3 separate regions of the Sus scrofa genome follow, and all the other regions are linked to region 3. Evidence: chromatin contacts called from public Hi-C and HiChIP or PLAC-seq data. All regions are on one chromosome and are shown on one strand. Each heading gives the region's core, a stretch centred on a gene start, on an enhancer-like site or on the middle of the called end of the contact. The rest is flanking DNA. Distances are from core to core; before and after follow the strand shown.

Evidence for each region. A called contact is a pair of places that touch in the nucleus more often than the background predicts. HiChIP or PLAC-seq counts read pairs in DNA pulled down with a chosen protein or histone mark.
Region 1: a contact with region 3 is called in a Hi-C map of fetal skeletal muscle, with 2.7 times the contacts expected there. The contact joins the promoter of SLC18B1 here to the enhancer-like site in region 3. A contact is called at or near these places in 9 of 47 Hi-C or Micro-C datasets (embryonic fibroblasts, epiblast stem cells, fetal skeletal muscle and 3 more) and 1 of 2 datasets of contacts at active chromatin or transcription factors (skeletal muscle).
Region 2: an H3K27ac HiChIP or PLAC-seq map of skeletal muscle shows a contact between it and region 3. The contact joins two enhancer-like sites. A contact is called at or near these places in 1 of 47 Hi-C or Micro-C datasets (skeletal muscle) and 1 of 2 datasets of contacts at active chromatin or transcription factors (skeletal muscle).

What each region holds. Positions count from the first base shown.
Region 1 is chr1:30,922,333-30,925,032 of Sscrofa11.1, forward strand. SLC18B1 (MFS-type transporter SLC18B1) reads left to right here and starts at 1,385. Exons shown (of 15, transcript XM_013988257.2): 1 at 1,385-1,663. It overlaps RPS12 (ribosomal protein S12), which reads right to left and starts at 1,060. Exons shown (of 6, transcript NM_214363.1): 1 at 1,028-1,060; 2 at 842-892; 3 at 536-652. The coding sequence starts at 855.
Region 2 is chr1:30,761,307-30,764,292 of Sscrofa11.1, forward strand. No RefSeq gene overlaps it. Among named protein-coding and RNA genes, the nearest start is that of RPS12, 160 kb to the right of the region's middle. Within about 2 kb of position 1,650, at least 3 of the 83 cell types and tissues checked have an H3K27ac peak or open chromatin away from gene starts, as enhancers often do. A contact at or near this core is called in skeletal muscle, where this site is marked.
Region 3 is chr1:30,243,701-30,246,529 of Sscrofa11.1, forward strand. No RefSeq gene overlaps it. Among named protein-coding and RNA genes, the nearest start is that of TCF21, 270 kb to the left of the region's middle. Within about 2 kb of position 1,576, at least 10 of the 83 cell types and tissues checked have an H3K27ac peak or open chromatin away from gene starts, as enhancers often do. A contact at or near this core is called in embryonic fibroblasts, fetal skeletal muscle and skeletal muscle, where this site is marked.

The DNA of each region.
Region 1 (2,700 bases), core at 135-2,634, 680 kb after region 3:
AAGATCATTTAAATTCACCTCAATTAAATAGTTGCTTTGCCAATGTAACCACTCCAAAAACCTAACCAATTTATAAATGTCCCACACTCACAATGACCTCTACAGCTAAAACACTTATTGAGTTCACCTAAAAATCCAGGTACTTCTGCCATGTTAATAGTTCAAAATCTACATGTATTAATGAAGGTTCTTATGGATTCCCTAGTTAACAGTGCATTAATAGCCCCACAACCTACAGGTTTGTCAGACTATTAGATTTCACTCATGGAAAGAGTGAAGGGGTATCCGACAATTTAAGTCATCACTCAAACGCTGTAGTTCCATTTTAAGAAGCAAGGGCGCACCCCCACTCCAAACCTACACCCTTTTAAGTGGGCCGTTAAAAGATCTAAGTTTATACCTTTTCCTAGGTTTCCTGTAGAACGGATGCCATTCACAACTTTTGTGCTAACAGCATGAACTTCACGCTCTCTTCCCTTGGCTGCAGTTTTGTTCCAGATCCAACACCCCACAGTATTGAGACTGATACACGTACTTGTCTAAGGCTTTGGCAGCTTCGCGAATTCCACGTGCTAGGCCATCATGGATGAGGGCGGTCTTCAGCACCTCTTGTAGAGCAGTATTAACGTCCATTACACCTCCAGCAGCAATGCTAACACGGAAGAGTTAAAAAAAAGAAAAAAAATCAAAAAACCTCCGCACACCATCTAATGCTTTGGACAAAACAGTCGTTGGCGAGATTAGATCATAGCCGCGTAGAGCGCCACAGCAAACCCAGAACCCACGCTGCGGGCTCGCGGCCCGCGCCTCGCCCGTTTCGCCACCCCAACCCTGAGCTCACCCTTCCTCGGCCATGGCGGTGGGTTACGGGTGGAACCGAATCTTGAGCACACTGCAATAGGAAAAAAAAAAGAAAAGAAAATCCTGGTTAACAAACTGGGTTTAGACCTAAACACTTATCGCCAATCTCATCTGAAAAACACTGAGCCACACTCCGCAAACACCACTCTCGCCTTGCTCTACTCACCCCGAGCCTCCGCCTCCGCGCGACTCGGCGGCGGCAGGGAAAGAGAATGTAGGCTCCCGCATGACGGTATTTAAGGGTTTCCCAGGACCCCTATGCGCATGTGCACTCCCTCCCAGGGAAGAGCTGGCTTTAGCAGTGCCGGGCCTCGAGAATTTCTGTTTCCGGATTGAAGCGGTTCTGTGGCAGGGGTCCTACTAGTCTTCTGACTCTGCTCGGCCGGTCTTAGGCCCACGCAGCAGGCACTAACGCGGGCAGCTTCCCAAAGTTTTTCCACGCCGAGGGTGGGGCCTACGGAGGCCCAGAGAGCTCGTCCTACGGTGCGCGAGAAGGGCCAAGCCCTCCTGCCAATGTGGTCTTGCAAGGCCCCGAGTCCTGGAGCAATCGCAGCCCCAGTTTTAACGCTTAAGACACCGTGGTTGTAATTTCGACTCCACTAATGGGCCTTCCCTGAGCAGCACACTCTCTCACTTCGCTCTTTAAGTCACTCTGAATGCTGGTGAATTTATCATTCTTTGGGTGATCTGCGCGCGCCCGTGCGTTTTCATAAAACGAAAGTCAACACGTTTTCGTTACTTCTAAGCAAATCGAAAATTCCACTTTCCCGCCGGCTGTTAACTGGAACGTCTGGCCAGCCAGGTATTTGGTAATGGTTTTCTAACGCAGTTGGTTCTAAACGAAGTTTGGGGTTTGAAAATAAAAATAAAAAACACTAAATTGTCCCCTGAATTCGTATTCCCGCCCAAATCGGGATTCAGCAGGTGCATTTGAAACACCTACAATGTAGCAGACGTAGAGACAGGGTCTGGGAATATAGAGATGAAATCGTGGTCTTTGAGAAATCTGGCATTCATTTCGCCTTTCCGGACTGGCGAAATTAGGAGTGGAATCCAGTTTTAACTCTGACTTTTCGGGAAGCAACATTTTGAATGTTACATTGGTGGGCCATTCCCCACCAACGCAAATATCTGAAATACAGCCAAATGTAATTGGCACAGTCCTTTTTCTCCTGTTTAAACTTATTCTCCTGACAAGTGCCAAACTAGTTAGCAATTATTAGGCATTTGATAGGTGCCAGCACTATGCATACAGTGAACAGAGACAGGTAACTTGAGTACTGTGAAGATAACAAAAATAAGTCACATAATAAGAGTGTGAGGGAGAGTTAGCCAGAATAATGATATACTGGAATTTTAATAAGTTGATACAGTTCATTTTTAGCTTTCAAGTGTTCATTTTTAAGTGTTGAACCAGCTTCTTTCCATCCATAAGTCATCCTAAAAAAATAGTTCACTTTGCTTATTCATTTAATTATTGAGCGTTTTTTTTTTTTTTTTTGCTTTAAAAAAAAGCCCTGCAGAGTTTATAACGATGAAAATACTTATTCTTGCTGCTCTAATGTTTGTGGTCAAATTAAATACTTCTTGGCAGATGCAATTTTTCCCAGTATAGTACTAACCAAGCTGACTGGGTTTCTGTCTTCTAGCAGCTCATAGTAACCTATTCTGTAGACTCAGGTATGGGCCTTAATATTTTCCCTTAATACATGCCTTTTCTATCAATTTGAAACCTCCCTTCCTAGAACTGGAGCTACAGTTTAGTTTTGATGTCTTAGTTATAGAAGTGGTTCTAATACCAGAGATGAGGTCAAAGGGCACACACTGGTGATTCAAGGA
Region 2 (2,986 bases), core at 400-2,899, 520 kb after region 3:
AACCAAACCCCTCTTCCAAAACAGGAAAGATGTGAAATCATTGGAATTTAGCCTGGTAATTGTCCTTAAATATTCATATATTGGCAATTTCAATGTAGAGAATGCTGGCTATTTCACACAAAGAAAGGAGAGGAAAATATCTTGAGTTGACAAAGACCAGTAAAATGGGAGTACGCAATAGAGTTTAAATTATTGCAGCAATCTCCGAGGTAGACCCTAGCAATTCCCACTCCCAGTATTTGTGTCCTTGAATAGCACTTTCCCACGCTGATCAGGGCTGACTTGCGTGATCAGAAGCATAGTGTGGAAATGACAGAGCATAACGTCCAAGTCTAGGTCATAAAAGATATTGCGGCTTCTACTTTGTGCTCTTGGATCTCATTCTGAGAAAGGCAGTTTGTGAGAAAACTCAAGTCCTCCGGAGAAGTTCCCATTGTGGCACAGCAGAAATGAATCTGAATAATATCCATGAGGATGTGGTTCAATCACTGGTCTCGTTCAGTGGGTCAGGGATCTGGCATTGCCATGAGCTCTGGTGTAAGTTGCAGACGCAGTTCACAGATCCCATGTTGCTGTGGCTGAGGTATAGGCCGCAGCTGTGGCTCCAATTCTACCTCTAGCCTGGAAGCTTCCATAGGTCCTGGGTTCAGTCCTAAAAAAGCAAAAAAAAAAAAAAAGTCCTGCAGAGAAATCCATGTGACCACAGCTAATGGGAGTGAGCCATCTTAGAATAAAATCCTGTATTGGATATTTGAAAGTTACTAAAGAGTACATCTTAAAATCTCCCATCATAAGAAAAAAACTATGTGTGCTGATAGATGTTAGCTAAACTTATTGTGATTATTTTGCAATATATACATATATCAAATCATTATGTTGTCTACACCTAAACTTAACACAATGTTGTATGTCAATTAAATCCCAATTAAAAACGTAATTTAAAAGAAAGGAGGACTTAAAGAAAATGAATGCTAGACAGTGAAATAAAATCAAACAAAGCCAAAGCAAAGTCCACCACAGCCTGCATCCTGGAATGGCATATAATCTATAACCTCTACGCTTCCCTAAGTGCTTGCTAAGAGGTGGATCTTAGCCGGAAGCCCCACCACATACATCGCAGTTTCAATAAACAATCTGCCCTACATTTTCTTTGTTACAAGGAAAAGTTACAGAGTACTAAGAACCATTGCTTTGTTTAAAACCCGAGGCTCTGAATGTCTTAGAAAATGCCAATGCTTTAAAAAAAATATATATATATATATATGTGTGTGTGGAATGCAGATAAGCCCTGCTTCAAATTCAGAAGCATAACTAATAAGAATAATATAAACACTTCATAACTGTTCTTAAATCAACACGGACAAACCTACCACTGGTTATAAAACTGAAAGGAAAATGTGTTTTTAGCCCCATCTTGACAGCCTCCTTTTTTAAACCCTGATTCCAAGGGGGGAGGTTTTGCGTCCCTCCCCTCAGTTTCATCCTGCTTCAGCACTAAGTGCATGTGAGTCACGCTAAGACTGAAGAGGCGGCGGTGCCAGCGTGTGGCTGGCAGATGCGGTCATTCTTGAAGTGCCACTGGGCATGAGGTACGGACGATTCCAGACTATTACTTGCCTTCACAACTTTTTCTAACAGGTGCAGCAAATGAACTTCTGCCCCTGTCTTCCTTAAATGCACACAAATAAAGCGTTACCATGTCCTGGATGTGAAGTCATACCTACTTCCATGAATCATATTTTGTGTTCATGACTCTGCAACTGGGAATTAGTCATTTCGACCTAATTAGTTTCTTCAAAATAGGAAATGCTTCTACTAGTGATTTAACATCCAGATATAATTTATATAGTCAGACTACATCCAGAAAGATGCCAATTGAGATGTTTAAACAGCAACAACAAATATATATTATTTTTGCACCCTGCCATCAAAACCCCAAATGAACCCCGAGAATCATGTGTTGAAACTGGCTGCTCGCCTACATTTGTGTAGGGCAGTCACAATCAAGGGCAAACTTTCAGCAGTGTTGGGCCCAACCAAGTGCTTGACAAGGCTCCATTCAAGGAAAATGCCAACAAACAAATCTTGTTTCATGCACCATTTAAAAATTCTATTTAAATTTGATAATTTTGTCATTTGACCAAAGTGACAAAATTCCATAACAGATCTGGCTTTTTTTCCCACACATGTACTCAAATGTTGAGAAATGTGCCTGTCCTCAGCTTTATTTCTTTGGGCACTCACTATTCATGGAGATAAAATAAAAGAAAATTTAATGAGTGGACTGTCGCTAAGATATTTTTTAAATTATTTGCAATCTCTACAAGAGTATAAGAATCTATTTTGCTGAGGGTGACCAAGCACATTTGTATCTCCATGTAAGTTGACACCACTTTTTGTGTTTCTACTTTGGTTTAAGTATGTGTAACATCTCCAAAAGTGACTGGAGAATATTTTCTGACACAAGTATTTGGTGTTAATTTGATAAACACTTGTTTAACATTGACTAATATGTATTATAATTTTCAGTGTAGAGATATAACATATCTTTTATTAAATGTGTTCTTAAATACTTAACTTTTGATGCTGCTATTAATGGGATTATTTTGTTGTAGAATTTTTATTGTTTGTTGCTAATAGATTAAAATAATTGATTTTGCATATTTACCTTAAATTTACTTATTCTATTAGATTATTTGCAGATGCTTTGGATTCTGTTTGCACCACAATCTTGTGATGTATGTTTTCCTTCTTTGTTCAAATGTTTTCAAATTTTATTTATTTTTCCTGTCTTACCGAATCCCTAGGATCTTGGTAGGATTTTGAAGAGAAAATTGATCCGGTTGCATTTGTACTTTTAAAAGACATTCTGATAGAAGCATATACTATATATTAATGTGAGAGTTTAGGTCTAGAGAAATATAACTAAAAGAGCATATGTGGGAATTCAGAGAAAGACACACATTCAAGAGATCTTTCAGAAATA
Region 3 (2,829 bases), core at 326-2,825:
TTGCCCAAATGTTGCTGGTTGTCCTTACTACGTATCTATCTACCACCAGCATGACAAATCTTTCAGGGGCGATCATCCGAGTCTTTTATTTCCTTTATATTTTCATCAGTGGCAATAGCAATATGACTGCATAAACAAGACATACAGTCTTGTGAAACTAAACACAAAACAAGGCATGCAATAAGTAGAACAAACCCCCCTCCAGTTTCTTTGAATTTATTAAGTTACACTTAAAGGAATACCCCACTGGCATTCACTTGGATACACAATAAATCCTCCCGGATTGCCTAATTTCACTGAAGCCCACAAGGACATGGCAAGGTTGATGAGAGGGCTTAACTGGCTATTGGCAAAGTTCTGTTCAAAGGACAGTGCTTATGAACTGAGCTGAAACCTGGGGTGATCCAGAAGGCGGCTGAGGGCTAGAAAAGATCTTGGAATGTACTAAGTGTTCAATAAATGCCTGCTGCGTGAAAATGAGAATTACGATTACAATGCTTCTCCTTCCCACAGATTTGTAGCCTCCTCCACATCTCTATGCAGTTATTTTATTCTTATTCTCCCGCAGACTTGCCCTAATGATCAGAGCCTAACAAATAACAGTAATGCTTCATTTGAAAACACCCAGGGGTGTTAATTAAGACAAAGGGTTACAATGATTTTTATCAGACATTACTTGCTACCGTTTAGAAAACTGCAAGCATCAGCTCTAAGCAGAAACTCTAAGGCAATGAAGTTTGAAAGAAAATCAAAATGTCCAAACCTCTTCCAACAACTGTCCCGAGAACTTTCACCATTTCTTCTTTCTGCCCATAATCACTGGCAAATATGTTAGTTGCAAAAGAACATCTCACATGTGTTATCACATGCTGTTCTACTGCCTCCCTCTATTTAGAATGCTAGCTTGGTGAAGACAGGCACTAAAAATATACTTAATACTCTTTATAGGCACAAATAGGTTGCAGGGTTTATGCAGCTTGTAGGCCGTTAAATACCTAAATACCGGAATGAATGACAGCCAGGATCCTGGCGGAAAAAAAAAAAAAGTAGCCAGGAAACTGTGCTCATGCCAAGAAGGGGCTGCTGGATGGTAAGGAAGATGCCTTAGGGAGGGACCAGTGGTAAGTTCTTGCTCAAAAAATGATTCAGAGCCAAATTCTTACTTATTCCCAAAGACTAGCCTGACTCGAGACATGCTGTTCTTGGGAAAAAAGAAAGAAAGAAAAAAGAAACTCTAAATGGAAGCAAACAGATTTGAGACAAAAGTATTTACACACATTCATCCAGCCTCTCAGTTCCCCCCGTGCCTGCTGCAAGCGAATGCCCCTTCCCGTCCTTCCTGTTGGGGAACAGGTGTCTCCTGCCAATTAGGATTTAAAAATCAACAGGGGCTTCTTAAGAGAATGATGACAAGTCTAATTGCAAGAAGCAGCTGTAGAGCCCTTGGCTTCACTGGGGCAGGCTTTATTAATCCCCGTTTTGCTGGGTGCCTGGCACCAAGCTGGGGTCAGCTCCCCTGTCACGGGGTCGAAGCTGTAAAATGTAGGGCGAGGATGTAATGACCCAAGCTCAGCAGGAGGGGTGACAGTGCCCTGCACAGATCCTGGGAGCTGGGCAGGTACAAGTCAAGTGGACACAGAGGCACTGTCAACAGCAGCCTCAGCTCAAAGGGTCGCCACTGCTCCAGAACGTGATCTGTGTGTTTACATGACGCCCTGCGTGTTATTCAATATACCATTCTTACTGGCCTGTTGTCAGGACCCCACCTCTCATCCAGGCTAAGAATCTGGAACTTCTTAGAAGTGTGGCTTCAAAATGGTTAGTGACATTTGCTTCTGTAAACACACGTATTCTTCTATTACATAATTGTTCATTTGAAGAGACCAAAAAAGGACAGTCGGGTGGTACAATGTAGTACGGAATTGGCAAAGCAAAGCAATCAGCAAATAAAGCATCTGTCCACTCAGCAGCAGAAATTTTGTAAATAAGTTAAATACATTAAAAATATTAACTGCAAAGAGCTTTCTCTCTCTCTCTCTCTCTCTCTCTCTCTCTCTCTCTCTCTCTCTCTCTCTCTCTCTCTTTTGGCTGTACCCGTGGTATGTGGAAATTCCAGGGCCAGGGATCAAACCCTGGCCACAGCAGTGACAACCTGGGATCCTTAACCTGCTGAACCGCCAAGGAACTCCTGAAAGAGCTAAGATTTCTTAGTGACAGAGGTTTCATCGATTTTCTAGGACCCCTCAATGTGTGTGTTTTCCAGGCAGCCTCTATGTGGATACAGAGACTGTCCACTCACATATATGCTTAAATATCCCTGCCCCAGGAAGCCCTCCTCACTCAATCCTTTTCTCTGCTTCCATAGCACCTTTCTCAGTCACACACACTTGCTCATCTTTTTTTCTTATTTGCCTGTATATCTGGTTCATTCATTACGAAAGGGCAACTTTTTAAGGGTAAATGTTTGTTTTAATCGTCTTTGTATCCTTATCATCTAACCTAGGACCTGCCATATAGTAAGAACTCAATAAATATTTCTTTAAACTCCTATCTCCCTAACCAGGAGGTGGGAAATCTTTCTGCCAAAGCATTGCTAACAACTGCCAAGGCAAACATAATGCAATCATGTGGTTCTGTTGCCATCTAAGAAGTCATTCCTTTAAAATGACAGCGAAGACAGGAAAGTCCAAGAAACATTCCTCCGGAAACACATGCAAACATTAATTCTGGAATGCCTTGGCATTCTCTCGTAAGAATAGCTCAGTGAGAGCCCAGCAGAGACGAAAATGAAACCAGAGACTAACACTTGCTCATAGAAACTTACGGACC